2 separate regions of the Hordeum vulgare genome follow, and region 1 is linked to region 2. Evidence: chromatin contacts called from public Hi-C data. All regions are on one chromosome and are shown on one strand. Each heading gives the region's core, a stretch centred on a gene start, on an enhancer-like site or on the middle of the called end of the contact. The rest is flanking DNA. Distances are from core to core; before and after follow the strand shown. Region 1 holds the start of LOC123404329 (protein INAPERTURATE POLLEN 1 homolog). Region 2 has its middle 5.7 kb from the start of LOC123401154.

The links. Hi-C and Micro-C count contacts between places; a contact is called where the count stands out from the background.
Region 1: a contact with region 2 is called in a Hi-C map of seedling, with 3 times the contacts expected there. The contact joins the promoter of LOC123404329 here to the enhancer-like site in region 2. A contact is called at or near these places in 1 of 6 Hi-C or Micro-C datasets (seedling) and 1 of 1 datasets of contacts at active chromatin or transcription factors (embryo).

The regions. Positions count from the first base shown.
Region 1 is chr6H:415,977,174-415,984,098 of MorexV3_pseudomolecules_assembly, forward strand. LOC123404329 (protein INAPERTURATE POLLEN 1 homolog) reads right to left here and starts at 4,214. Exons shown (of 3, transcript XM_045098252.1): 1 at 3,350-4,214. The coding sequence starts at 4,019.
Region 2 is chr6H:415,418,747-415,426,166 of MorexV3_pseudomolecules_assembly, forward strand. No RefSeq gene overlaps it. Among protein-coding and RNA genes, the nearest start is that of LOC123401154, 5.7 kb to the right of the region's middle. Within about 2 kb of position 2,930, at least 3 of the 3 cell types and tissues checked have open chromatin away from gene starts, as enhancers often do. A contact at or near this core is called in seedling, where this site is marked.

The sequences.
Region 1 (6,925 bases), core at 2,964-5,463, 560 kb after region 2:
ATTTGCACTTTTGCAGTTCATCCCTCCTTGCCCGCCAACATGACTAAAGATATTATTATTTGATGCACTTCTGCCATGCGAGATCACAAAAGCTTCCAAGAACTATATTTGCAGTAACTAATTTCTCAACTTGGTATTTTCTTTTGCATAATAAATGGGAAACATGCAGAACTGTCAGGGCAACATGGCAGCAAGATATCATAAAGACTTTAGAAGATTACTTAATGTGGCTATGTTAGATCAAAAGACATAAAAGATGGAAGACTGCAGAAAACTAACCAGGCAAAGCAATTACTCCCTCCGTCCTGAATTACTTGTCGCAAAAATGGATAGAAATGGATGTATGTGGAACTAAAAATAAGATTTATAAGATTTATAGAGTTCATACTAATTAGGAAAAGGTGATATTAAGGGAAATAAATGTATGTGAATGTCTGATGGATGACGAAAAGGTTGTGTGATGAATGAAAAGTAAGACATAAGTATACATTCATCTGAACTAAACAAGGGAGAAACATTTTTTTGTCAGGCTATAGAAAGGAAAACAACGTGCACTCATTGTTCTGTCAATAAAATCTTAGCCTTTTTCTTGAGGTTAAAGCAGAAGAGAATAATATGGACATGACTTCTGAGAGACCTGTTATAGTAGTCTAGATGTACAATTGCCAGACTGGAAACAACAAGAAACCTAGAGGGCATCATTGCTCAAGAATCAAGAAAGCCATGCAACACATAGTGGATCGGCTATGCAAACATTTGGATCTAGCGATGCATTTTGGAGAGCATTATGCAACCCAACAGTGCTATATCCTCACATGGAAACACCAAAGATACTGTTCTTTAGACAATAAATATATCCTGAGTTTCTTTATGTACAATTGTATATAGCCAGGACTTCCTGTTGCTTTGGACCTAGCTCAGATTTTTGTTCTCATTAGTGTCTGTAAGCGAAGTTCTACACGCTGTACCTGGTCTAGTTTCTCCGGAAATAGTTATCCAAGCTAATGAAGTAATTTTGTAATCCCTCTTAACTTAATGTAAGACGAACTGCAAAAACGTCTTACATTAAGTTACAGACCCCCAACGGTTGAATTTATACAACCATAAGTTCAGTCTTTGGTGCATATCCAAAGAAACAATGCAAACTGCTGAATTGTATCCAGTGGTTAACTGACTTCCAGCTGATATAAAAGATACCATTTCCAGGGAAGGTGATTGATGTGGATATATTCCCACAGCATAGCAAAGTTATGACTGATTACAGTTTGTGCTCGATCAGACATGTCGTTATGTGGTTGTAAAGTAAATGGTGCTATACAATGAAGTGATAAGTGCACTTACAGTTATAGTTTGTATGCATACCTAATAATCATTGATATTATCAAATAGTAGGTTTCCAAGTATTTTCTTGCCATCTTGGCGACCTAGCAATTAAGTGGTTTTGGTTCACCTAATATGCAATCTCTTATCGACCTAGGCAACCTTGATCTTAACAACAAAGGGGCCAAATCCTTGTTACCGTTAAATTTACAAGTACACTCGCCTATCATAATCTGATGTAAACCTATGGAGGTTTGGACTTGAAGAATGCCAAAAGATTTGTTTATCAAGAAAAACATAGCAAATGATTTGCAGAAAAAATCTTATATACCAAATAAAACTAGCAAAAGTTGAAGAAATACAAAAATCTTAATGTCAACCTTTGACCCTTTTTGGCAGAAGAGTGTGACAACTGACAACAGTGAACGACAGCATGTAGTTAAGCTGATCTTCACAAGATTCTAGTAAAGCTATTCTTTACAGGACGTCCTTTTTCTCTCCAAAGCTTCGAATGCAATATAAACAGTAGTTACAAAGTTAGACTTTGCTGAGTCATATAAGATATAGTACATGACTAAATTAAAGTATCACGGGAGCATTGAAATTAGATCATTAAACAACCAATTCACCAAGTGCTGGTTCTGACTGGTAATATTAGCAAATGGTGATGATTACCTGATAATCAGATTGTTTTTCTTTACCTTTTCTTCATCCAAGTAATAATCAATCCAGTTAGGGTCTCGGCCATTAGAGGCACAAATAATTGTTCAAGCCCAAAACCACGCTAAATACATTGAAACAATGAAGTTCAGACCAGTCACATGCCTTTAGATGCAAATTTATTGAGTTGGGGCAATGGCGCAACGCCCTTACACAATTTCGTCCAATAATCAGTGCATGATTGTTTCTAACTTCATTACTCGCAGGAACAACATTCAAAGATTTATGACCATTGCAGATTAAACTTAGTGGCAACTCTGCCTAAAACATAATGAGTTGGCATCTTCCTACAGTGTTCATCTAGCTATCATGCCAAGCATTTATTTTTCCTACTATCTAGCATAAGGTAAGTATATAACCAGGTAAAAAAATGCACAGAGACTAGCATAATGCAAGTGAACATTAGGAGTCATTGAGTAAAAATTACTGTCAGAAGATTTACGTTTGCTAACCAATTACTGACTAAACTTTGGAAAAGAAACTAAACAGTGCGTGTCACACCTCATTTTCAGACACCAAGATGCTAGTTATGACTTGGGAGGGCAGAGTACATCTCAGGTAAAAAAATTCACAGGAAAGCAATCTGATGTAAAAGTCTGTTAATTTTCAGCAAACTATTTGATAGGCAAATTACTATCACTTTAGTATAAACCAACTATTTTATCACCAAAAAGATAGACACGAGCAATATACACGGTAAGAATGATACCTGTGCACACAATGTGAACAACACAATAGTACCAGCATTGTTATGTAACAAATCATTTTTAAAGGATAAACAACAGGACATACAATTTTTGCCAACTTTTCTAATCTGAAAGAACCAAATGACGAACAATATTTAGCTAAACATCAAAAGAAGATGAAACAAGCAGCAGACATTATTTCTTCATTGTTCATGAAAATCCAATTCCCCTGCTGCTAACATTTAATCAATCCTATTCAATCCATCCATAACTTCAAGGGATAGTTTGGAAGAGAATTAAGACTCCTAATGCAATACCGTAAACAGCTTCAGTCACAAGCCATTCCACCATTCCAGACTTTGCACAGCGTTTTCCTCGCACATCTTACCATATACTCCAAGGTCCAGCATTTCCGTTACAAAGAAGAAGAATCACAACCAAACATACAGAAGAACGCAATTATTTTCTTGGCATTAACCCTTCGTACATATTAACGTTGTCTCAAAAAAAAATTACATGAAGCTTCATTAGTATCAATTCCTCCCGGAAACCAAGATTTGCACAACCCAAAGAACTCAAGAAACAGAATATAAACTAGCGAGCCAAGAAGAGGGGTTAACTACCAGGCGAGGGGCGACAATGGTCGAAGCGGCGGAGCACCTCCGGGTCGTGCATGGAGAGCACGAAGCGCGACAGAGCTTCGAGGAAGAGAGCCGCCTGGTGCCCACCGGCGGCAGCAACGAGCTCCGAAAGAACGCCTCGACGGAGCCGATTAGCCTCGAGGGCGACGTCCTTGAGCTCCTCCAAGAACGCCTCCAGGTCGGCCCCACCAGCCACCTCGGCGGAGGTGAAGACCTCCTGGGCGTGGCGGAGGCGGTCGGTGACGACGGGGACGGCGGCGCGGATTCGGCGGTCGACGCGGTCGGCGGAGGCGAGGAGCCGCGGCGATGGCGATAGCGATCGGAGAAGGGAGGTGAGGAGGGAGGGGTGGAAGTCGCCGAGCCAGAGGAAGGGGAGCTCCAGGGGCGACCGCCAATCCCCGGCGCAGATGACCTGGGCGGGGTCCTGGCGGGCGGCCGAGTCGAGGGCGGACCAGTGCGCCTCGAAGTGGGCCTCGACGGCAGCGGCGGCCGAGGATATTGGGTCGTTCCAGGAGCCGGGGGAGGAGGAGAGCGCGCGGCGGAGCAACGGGAGGAGCGGCGAGCGGAGGGTGGCGAGCCAGGCCGCGAAGAAGTCCCGCATCGGCCGCCTGGCGCCAGGAGCCCCTCGGCCTGGCGGAGGAGGCCTCGGCATGCTTCTGAATGCGGAGGCGGCTGCGCTGGCTCCACGGTAGGCGGCGGGGCCGGGCGATTGGTCGGTTGTGTCCGGTGGGGTTTAGCCGTCGTCCGTCGCCGCCGCTGGGAGGGAGGGAGGAGGAAAGGACGGAGGTGGGCTGCCACTGCAAAGGGTTCTCCGTCCTGGAAGGAAGTTTTGGCCCGGTCCAGTGACTTCGCGGCGCCTGTGTTTCACGGAGGGAATTCATCCCCTTCAAAAAAAAGTCCCAACTAAAAAGTCTCTAGTCTTTATCCGTTTGTTTTCATGGACTAAATAAAGACTAGAGGTCATTAAATAACATGCAAAAAGATCATGATACCCCTAGTGATGTACTAGAAGTTATTAAATGACATGCTAAAAGTAGGGGCATTGTTGGAAAAAGTGTCCAAAAAATCCCAAAAAGACCCTCCCATAGGGACTTCTTCCTTTAGTCCCAAATACCCTCTTTTAGTCCCTAATAGTCTCTCATGTTTGTTTCACATGGGACTAAAAGGGACTTTTTTAGTCCTTACACCAAAAAATCCCTCGAAACAAACACCCCCTTCATATGCTTAAAACCTGTTTTTTTTAAAAGAGTCAAAACCTAGCGCTCAAGAAGAAAAATATATTCTTCCAAAGCTTTTCTCGAATTCTTCGTGTGTCCTAACGAGTATTCCCTCCGTTCTTAAATATATATTTTTAAATCAACTACACATGGCATACGAAGTAAAATGAGTGAGCTTACATTTTAAATTATGTTTATATACATATGTATGTAGTCCGTATTGAAATCTTTAAAAAGATAAATATTTAGAAATGGATAGAGTATATGAGAAAACACATTTGCAAGACACAAACTGCATGCAAATACATAAGATTTTAGTAGTGAAGCGAGGAAGGAAAATTGTCCTTCATACAACACTTAGAAGAACATGGTCAAAGAAAAAAACAATCATTTCTCTCTCGTAAGTTTACCGAGCCATAAAATTGCGAGGACACCGTTTCAACCAGCAAATGCTCGACGTGAGTTCCTAATGCATCATCTTATGCCACTTTCAATGTGTCGGTGCTAAGCATATTAAAAAGTTTAGCAACTAAGGCTTCCAATGCACGGGTGCTTAACTTGTTGGAAATTTTTTGTTTTTGCCACTCTAGATTTTGTCAATTTTTCTTATGCCATTCTAAATTTTGACATTTCACTTTTGCCACTCTTAGTTTTTGACAATGATCAGAATTGCCATTTCCAGGCAAAAACAAAAAATTTAGAGTGAAAATTGTGATAATTGTGAAAAGCTAAGAGTGGCAAAAAGGAAATAAAATTATATAGCTTTTGCCACTAAATGACAATTGTGATAAGGGAAGGGGGTTCCTAAAAGCTAAGAGTTCAACACTATGCAGCGGGTGTGACATGCGGTGTTAGAGAGGAGTGCGGGTGTGACTCGAGAAGGGAAGAGGGTGAGGGTTTTGTGACGTGGGACGATGGTGAGGGTTTACTCGGTCAGAATAATAATGCGCTTCGGAGGCGACGATTTAGTAGACACAACCGTGTCCGATAAGTGCCACCACGGTGTGAGCGGACTATTGTGATTCGTGTAAATCCTATAGTTGCAGATGTGTGATCCGTGGAAATGCGCTCTGGACAATCAGGACACGCGTGTCGCGACACAATGTTAGTCATCACACACGGTTTCAATCCGGAAAAATAACCAAGTTTGTAAATGGATTCCAAATTTCCTTTTTGTGTGACACCTGATTTTTTACCGCATTCAACAAGTTTTAAGGTAAGTCTAGCATTCTTTTTCCATAATATGCACAGTGTAAAAGAACTACCAACACTCACACGTATCTGTGCGTGCTATGGTCTCTGGGCAAACGGTTGCTAGTAGTAAATTGTATGGGAAATCTAAGATAAGCATATATTCCATCAACAAAATTGATTGCAGGTGAAGACTGCAATTACATTGTTCAACATATTAGTACATAAAATAAAGTCTCACTAACATCTTGATCAACACATAATAAACATACTCAAGCAGAGATATAAGACACACAAACTGGATATCTAGGATAGTGTTGGACATCATGACATGTATATATAACTCAATCCTGATCGTACCCACCAACAACGTAAACTTTCTCTAGGTACTTCTCATATGCGGCGTGCGTCACCCTTCGAGAATACTTCTACCTGACAAATGCGAAGTTAAGCCTTTGGGCGCATAACAGGGATCCAAAGTCCCCATTCCATGTTGTGATACGACGATTATGCGTTTCCGCATAGAGCTCCTTGAGCTTTTGTTTCTTGTTCTCCCTCACTAATAGGAAAAACCTTATATGTAGGAGCCTAGTAGTAGCACTGGAAAATACAACGCGTTGCTGCTACTTAGTAGTAGCGCTGGAAATAGTAAGCGCTACTGATAACTACAGTAGTAGTAGCGCTAGTTGCAGTTCCAGCGCTACTTCTAAATGGAGCCCAACTAGGCCATCCATAGTATCTGTAGTAGTAGCGCTTCCCTAGATCCAGCACTACTGCTAATTTCCATAGGATTAGCGTTGGACAGGAACAAGAGCTACTACTAAATGGGGCCCAACGAGGCCACCGACAGTATCTGTAGCAGTAGCGCTGGACTGTGAAAAGCGCTACTGCTAATATTCGTAGTAATAGCACTTCCTTGGGACCAGCGCTACTGCTACACGTGGGCAGCTTCATTTACACCCACACACACTCCCCCTTCTTCTCTCTTTATTCTACCTATCACCCACACACACACCATCTCCCCCTTCCTCTCCCATTTGCCCTATCTCCTTTCCTCCACCATAATTGCCCTTTCACCCACACACACACCCTCTCCCCTCCCCCCGGCTTTGCCCTATCCCCTCCTTTCTCCTTTCCTCCAACATTGTTG
Region 2 (7,420 bases), core at 1,680-4,179:
ACACTCCTCGGTCAATATCCAATAGCGGGACCTGGATACCCATATTGGATCCTACATATTCTCCGAAGATCTTACCGGTTGAACCTCAGTGTCAAGGATTCATATAATCCCGTATGTCATTCATTTGTCCTTCGGTATGTTACTTGCCCGAGATTTGATCATCGGTATCCACATACCCATTTCAATCTCGTTACTGGCAAGTCTCTTTACTCGTTCCGTAATACAAGATCCCGTGACTTACACTTAGTCACATTGCTTGCAAGGCTTGTGTGTGATGTTGTATTACCGAGTGGGCCCCGAGATACCTCTCCGTCACACAGAGTGACAAATCTCAGTCTTGATCCATACTAACTCAACGGACACCTTCAGACATACCTCTAGAGCACCTTTATAGTCACCCAGTTACGTTGTGACGTTTGATACACACAAGGCATTCCTCCGGTGCTAGTGAGTTATATGATCTCATGGTCATAGGAACAAATACTTGACACGCAGAAAACTATATCAATAAAACGACACGATCAATATGCTACGTTCATAATTTGGGTCTTGTCCATCACATGTTTCTCCTAAGGATGTGACCCCGTTATCAAGTAACAACACTTGCCTATGGTCAGGAAACCTTGACCATCTTTGATCAACGAGTTAGTCAACTAGAGGCTTACTAGGGAGAGTGTTTTGTCTATGTATCCACACAAGTATTGTGTTTCCAATCAATACAATTATAGCATGGTTAATAAACGATTATCATGAATAAAGAAATATAATAATAACTAATTTATTATTGCCTCTAGGAAATATTTCCAACAAACATTACATTGATGGACACATACTTGTAGAAATTATCTCGCATCGAAGCACCGTTGTGCATATTAAAAGGTGTTAGGTGAGAGAGATTAAGGAAGGAGATTACAACAAAACACGTGCAAACTCATGTGCACAATGCACCTAGTGTAGAGGAGTTCACATATAATTGGAGCATGAGAGCCGTCCACAAAATTTAATTGCATTGTTTGGGCCTCGCTCGACAAAAACACTTTATTCGATTGTTCCTCCAGGTTTGGCCCGGTGGTACTTTAAGTTTAGTGGATGCCAAGAATGTGGGGACCTCCTTTGCACCGCTCATTGCGATGAACACCTGAGCGGACGCACACACGGGTCGGCCCAGTTTTTTTCATAAGTAAATCTGATAATTTCATTTTCTTTTCTTTTTTCTGTTCATTTTATCCTTTTCTAATTATTTCCTTTTTTGGTTTCTTTCCTATTTTTCCTTTTTATTTTCGAATTTGAAGCAAAGATATTTTTCGAATTTGAATTTTTTTTAAAAATGCAAAACATTTTTAGGAAATACTGAACATTTTTTAAAAATAACGAATATTCCTTGAAAATCTCGAACATTTTTTGAAGTTACGAATGTTTTTAAAAATCAGCAACTTTTTGAAATTTAGAACATTTTTCCAAAAAGTAAAAAAAAAGAATTTGAAGAAAATGTTTCAACCATAAACTTATTTAAAAAAAATAAAACAAAATTCAAAATAAAGGAATCAGAAAAAAAATAATGAAAAAAGAAACCGAAACATAAAGGCAAAAAAGGAAAAAAATGTTTAAAAAGAAACAAAAATCGGTTTAGAAACTTTCTAAAAAGTTTCCAAAAAAGTTGGTTGACTATGCGTAGTCCCGTCTATTTGCCGCAAAATACGGTGAATAGAGAAATCTCATATTTTTGTGGTTTCTTCCGAGAGGGAGTCCGGCAAAATCAAACGGGAAGTGAGGCGAGGGATTTTAATGGGTTAGTCCATTAGCACTTCACTGATTTCGGTTTTTGATTTGTTTTGGTAAATTTCTAGTAGGTTCTTGAACTGGTTTTTTTTTTCGTTTTATTTTTTTATATTCTTTCTTTATTCTTTTCTGTTTTTTCTGTTTCCGTTACAAAAAAGATTCTGCATTTTCAAAAAATGTTTTGAATTTTATTTTATTTTCTTCAAATCAAAAAATGTTTCTCTTTTTAAAAAAAGTTTTAAATTTGAAATAGTTGCTGTTTTCTAAAAAATGTACATAACTTTAGAAAATGTTCGGGTTTTTAAAAAAATATTCTGTTTTTGAAAATATTGCTCCGTATTTTAAGAAAAAGTTTGGTATTTTGAAATAATTTTCAGTATTTACGAAAATGTTACAAATATCAATTTTTTATCAATTGTTAAACTATATTCATGTTCTAAAATTGTTCTCAAATTTTTAAAAATGTTCTTGATTTTAGAAAATGTTAGAAATTTCAAAAAATTGTCGTTTTCAAACATTGTTTAATATTTTAAAAACTGTTCTGGATTTTCAAAAATGACCTTTTATTTAAATATTGTCTTTCAAAAAATAGTCGTGTTTTCGAAATTGTTTGTGTTTATGAATTTATTTAGGATTTTTCAAAATTGTTCTCATTTTCGAAAAAAATCGCAAGATTCAATAAAATTTTGTGCTTTAAAATATTGTTCGTGCTTGCAAATTTGTACAGGGTTTTGAAAATTGTTATCCGTTTCGAAATTTTATTCTCTAGATTCAAAAAGTGTCCATGCTTTAAAAAAATCGCGCTTCCAAATTTGTTCAGGATATTTCAAAATTAATCTCGGTTGCGAATTTTTTCTCAAGAATCACAAAATGTTCGTGCTTTCATATTTATTCTCTGTTTTAAAAAATGTTCATGTCTTCAAAAAATGAATAGGAAATTCAACATTTGATCGTTTTCATAAAGTAAAAATTAAAAATTAAATAAAAATGAATCTAATAATAAAAAAAGAATGGACATAAGCAGAAAAGGAAAAAAGAAACAGAGAAAGAAAATAAAAAAAATTGGCCGGCCCAGTCGGTAGAGCACCCTGTGTGTCCGATCGTCTCCATGAATAGGGTATTCCAAGAATGTGGTGCACATAGGGTGCTACTATTGCGCGCATTCATCGCCGCCCAGCATAACTGGCGTCTGGATGGGCCGGCCCAAGACTGCACAGCGCAAAAATCACAGCAAAAAATGGCCGGCCCAAGACTGCGCAGCACAAAAAATGCACCACGGCCGGGATTCGATCTCCATACTTTAGGCTTCCACACATTGACTCTAACCAGTACATCACCTATTCTCTAGTGACTATTTACAGCGCTACTTTTATAAAAACAGGAATACAAAGACGGTATTTATTACACATTCCACAGTAAAATTTAGATTTTTCAATTATTTGCAAAAAACGTTCACATATTTCAAATGAAGTTCAAGAGCATGCAAAAAAAGTTGGCCTAGTCAAAAAAGTTCATGAAATCGAATAAGTTCATGTATTAAAAAAAGTTCATGAATTCAAAATAACCTCATCGATTTCAAAAAATGTTCACTGAAAAATGGAAAAAATCATTGATTTAAACAAAAAAGTTCATCAGATTAGAAAAAATTTCGTCAGATTTGAAAAAAGTTCATCATATTTCAAAAGATTCATCCAAATTTTTCAAAATTTCATCGAATTTGAAAAATAGTTTGTCGATTTTAAAAATAGTTCATGAAAAAATGAAAAAAAATTCATCAAATTTGAAAAGGTTCATCCAAATTAAAAAGTTCATCAAATTTGAAGAAAAGTTCATCAATTTTAAAAGTAGTTCATCATCAAATGAAAAAAGATCATCCATTTGAAGAAAGAAATTCATTGATTTTGAAATGAGTTCATTAGATTTGGAGAAAAGTTCATCGATTTTCAAAAATTTCATCAGAAAATGAAAAAAGTTCAGTATTCGAAAGTAGTTCACAAATTTGAAAAATAAAACTCATCAAATAAGTAAGTAAAAAAGAAAAAAAAGGAAAAGGGAAAAAGAAATGAGAAATAAGAAATAAGGAAAGAATAATCAATAAAAAACAAAAAAGGTCCATCCTATCATATCAGCAAATCTGGCCGACTGGTAAACGCGGTTTGCAGTCTATCAGTAGGTTACAGGTTCTCGATCCTCTCAATGGACGCTGGTTTTCGCGGCTTAAAAAGCGAGATGAGAATATGCTATTTGGGCCGAGCCCAACCAACTCGCTTGCACGCGCCGGTTTGTAAAAATGAACTAAAATCGGCGTCTGTGCCGCTAAATAGGTTTGCCCGTGCACATAAGCTTGCAAACGGGTCAAAATTGCATCATGCGGGCCAGATTGAGCTTGTGCAGGCTACCAAACACTCCCAAAATGCACAATCCACCCATGTTTCTGCATTTTTTCAATCCCTTTTTTTCAGATTTTTTTCTTTAATATTATGTTTGCCACACTTTCTATTTTCTATTTTTTGAACATTTAAAAAAATGTGTTTTTAAAAAATAACTAATAATTTTTAAATTCATGATTTTTTTAAAGATCAGTAATAATTTTAAAATTAGTAATTTTGAAAATCAATAATAGTTTTGAAATTCATGATGTCTCAATGGGCGCTGGTTTTTGCGGGTTAAAAAGCGAGATGAGAAAATGCTATTTGGGCCGAGCCCAACCAACTCGCTTGCAGGCGCCGGTTTGTAAAAATGAACTAAAATCGGCATGTGTGCCGCTAAATAGGTTTGCCCGTGCACATAAGCTTGCAAACGGGTCAAAATTGCATTATGCGGGCTAGATTGAGCTTGTGCAGGCTACCAAACACTCCCAAAATGCACAATCCACCCATGTTTCTGCGTTTTTTCAATCCCTTTTTTTTCAGATTTTATCCTTTAATATTATGTTTGCCACCCTTTCTATTTTCAATTTTTTGAACATTTTAAAAAATGTGTTTTTAAAAAATGACTAATAATTTTTAAATTCATGATTTTTTAAAATCAGTAATAATTTTAAAATTAGTAATTTTGAAAATCAATAATAAATTCGAAATTCATGATGTTTCAAATATGGAGTTTTTTTAATCCGTGAACAATTTTCAAACTGAAGAACTTTTTACGAAATTCATGAAAAATTCGAACTTGCAAACCTTTTTTAAAAATTCTTGAACACCTTTTGAAGTCATAATTTTTAAAATTCATAAACATTTTATGTGTTCCCAATAATTTTGCAAAATTGGACTTTTCTATTCAAATTAAATAAATACTTCAAATTCACAAGCATTTATTGAATTTTTAAAATTTGCTAAGTTCATGAAAACTTATTAAATTTGATGTATTTTTAAATTTCGTGCACATTTTTCCAAACTCATGAATTGTTTGAATATTTATTTTTTTAAATTGATGAAGATTTTTGGAAAGCACGATTGTTTTTGAGTTCTCTAGCATTCTTTGAACTCAAGAACATTTTGCAAAATTCGTGAACTTTTAATTCACGGGCATTCTCGTAAGTCAAGAAACAATTCCAATTTTTGTATGTATATTAGTAGAAAACCAGGGGAAATAAATAAATTCTTCTTAAAACCACCCTAAAAACACAAACATTGAGGCAGTTTATGTGTGCACTTGTTACTGGGCTGGCCAACTGTTGCTCGCGCTGAGGAGGAGCTGCTCGTTTTGTGAGTTTTGAACGCGCAAGATGCAAATCGTGGAGCAGTTTGTACGGACGGATGCAAAGAACACATCAAAGAGGTGAGACACATGGTGGCATACAACACTTTGTCCTTCGGTAAAATGACATAAACGAGGGATACAAAACGCTCAATACAGTGCCACATTCTCATAAGCACCATAAACCTTCATGAGTCGTAGGCTTGCTTGGTTGATATGTGGCAACTGCAAAGCAAGGCGACCATTCTAACCTATAAGGATGCTGGGCGTCCCACCCTCCCGAGCGCTCCCCCGATTTGAGGCTTCGTTGGCCTTCCGATCAACCTTCTCACGTGTTTGAGCCGTTATATCTTTACAACAGTTAAACTTGATTTTCATCCTGCGGTGGTTTTTGCTGGCCAATGACATGTGCGCTCGCGTTGCGCGTTGGTTGGCTAGGTTCGTCGACTCCTGCGTGCACTAGGTTTTTGGCCAATCCGCTCTGCGCATCTCGCAACCAATCCTGTCATCGCCACGTCCCACTCTCACACGGGCTGCCAGACAAACCCTAGCCCCTTTCCCATCATCCCCATAGCCTCTCTCGCCTCCTCCATCCCTCCTCCTCGCGTCGCCATGGCCTCCGCCATGGAGCCTCACCGACGCGTGTTATTCCTCCTCCCTCATCTTTGTTCGTCTCCGAGGACGGGCTCACCCCACAACTTCTTCCCCACCCACGACCTAGGGTTGGGGAGGCTGGGTCTTCTTGCTGGGGAGGGCCAGGAGGCCGACGGTGGGGAGCAGCGAGGCCGGCGTGCCTTCTTCCTGGGGAGGGCCTGCAGGCCGGCGGTGGGGAGCAGCAAGGGCGGCCTATCTTCTTGCTGGGGAGGGCCAAGAGGACGGCGGTGGGGAGCGGCGAGGCCGGCCTGCCGTCTCTCCCCTGGTTCTGGTCAGTGGCCGAGTTGGTTGGCTGGGATAAGGAGTTCGTCCTCCTTGTCGCGTTTGTATGACAACCTGGTCCGCAAATCGTGGCCTTTCTCCGTAGGGCTACACGACGTGGCTTGGTGAAGAGCGCCGGCCAGCAGCAGGCAGAAACTTGGTTTGACAGGTTGGTGATTTCTCCATTCCTTCATACTCGTGCCTTCTTGTGTGCGTGTCACATACTCACATGTGCTTACATCTAGGTAGAATGGATCTATTCTTTTTTTACATGATGCTAGCAGTTGCAGTTTCATTTGTTTAGATGACACATATGATAGACTGTGACATCGCAGTGATTTTTCGTTGAAACTTTTTTCTCTGTGTATACATGCCATGGTTTGCACATCCTTTGCTCATTGGCATGTCTATACACGGGCTTGTTGTACATCTAGAGAACTGAGTTGGTGAAATAGTTTGTGATGTTTATAATTGTTAGTTACTCAGAATGATTGTTCCCAATTAATTTTGATCAATTAATTATTTGTGGATATGTATCTAACGAACTTATGCAATTTCCCGGCAAGTTGATTCCTTTTTCAGCCAAGGCCATATTTATATCACATATCTCTGCTGCTGGTGAGAGTGATTCAACTAAAAATGGTGTGTGAATCTCCCCTGGAGCACAACAACCCTCTATATGGATTATTTGATAAATTCAAAACCGTTGGTGAGCTTCGCCTAATCCCCCCACCTTCGTTGTCTCCTGTACAACACGTATTCTGCTTCGGAATTTAGCATATTACATTGTTTACTTTGAGAAGAGATGGACTCTCATATGTTGATCTTGAGAGAAATTATATTTTTTAGTTTTTGTTAGATGTACCTTGATCTCAAGAGAAATTGGGGTCTATGGGCTGATAAGGAAATCCATGCTTGTTGAGGCCATTGAGTATGAGAAGCAGAGCAGCTCCAAGTAGAGTTAAGCAAATCGATGGCTGGATGATGTGCGTAGATTCAGGAAGAAGGCGATCTAACCAATGGTATTACA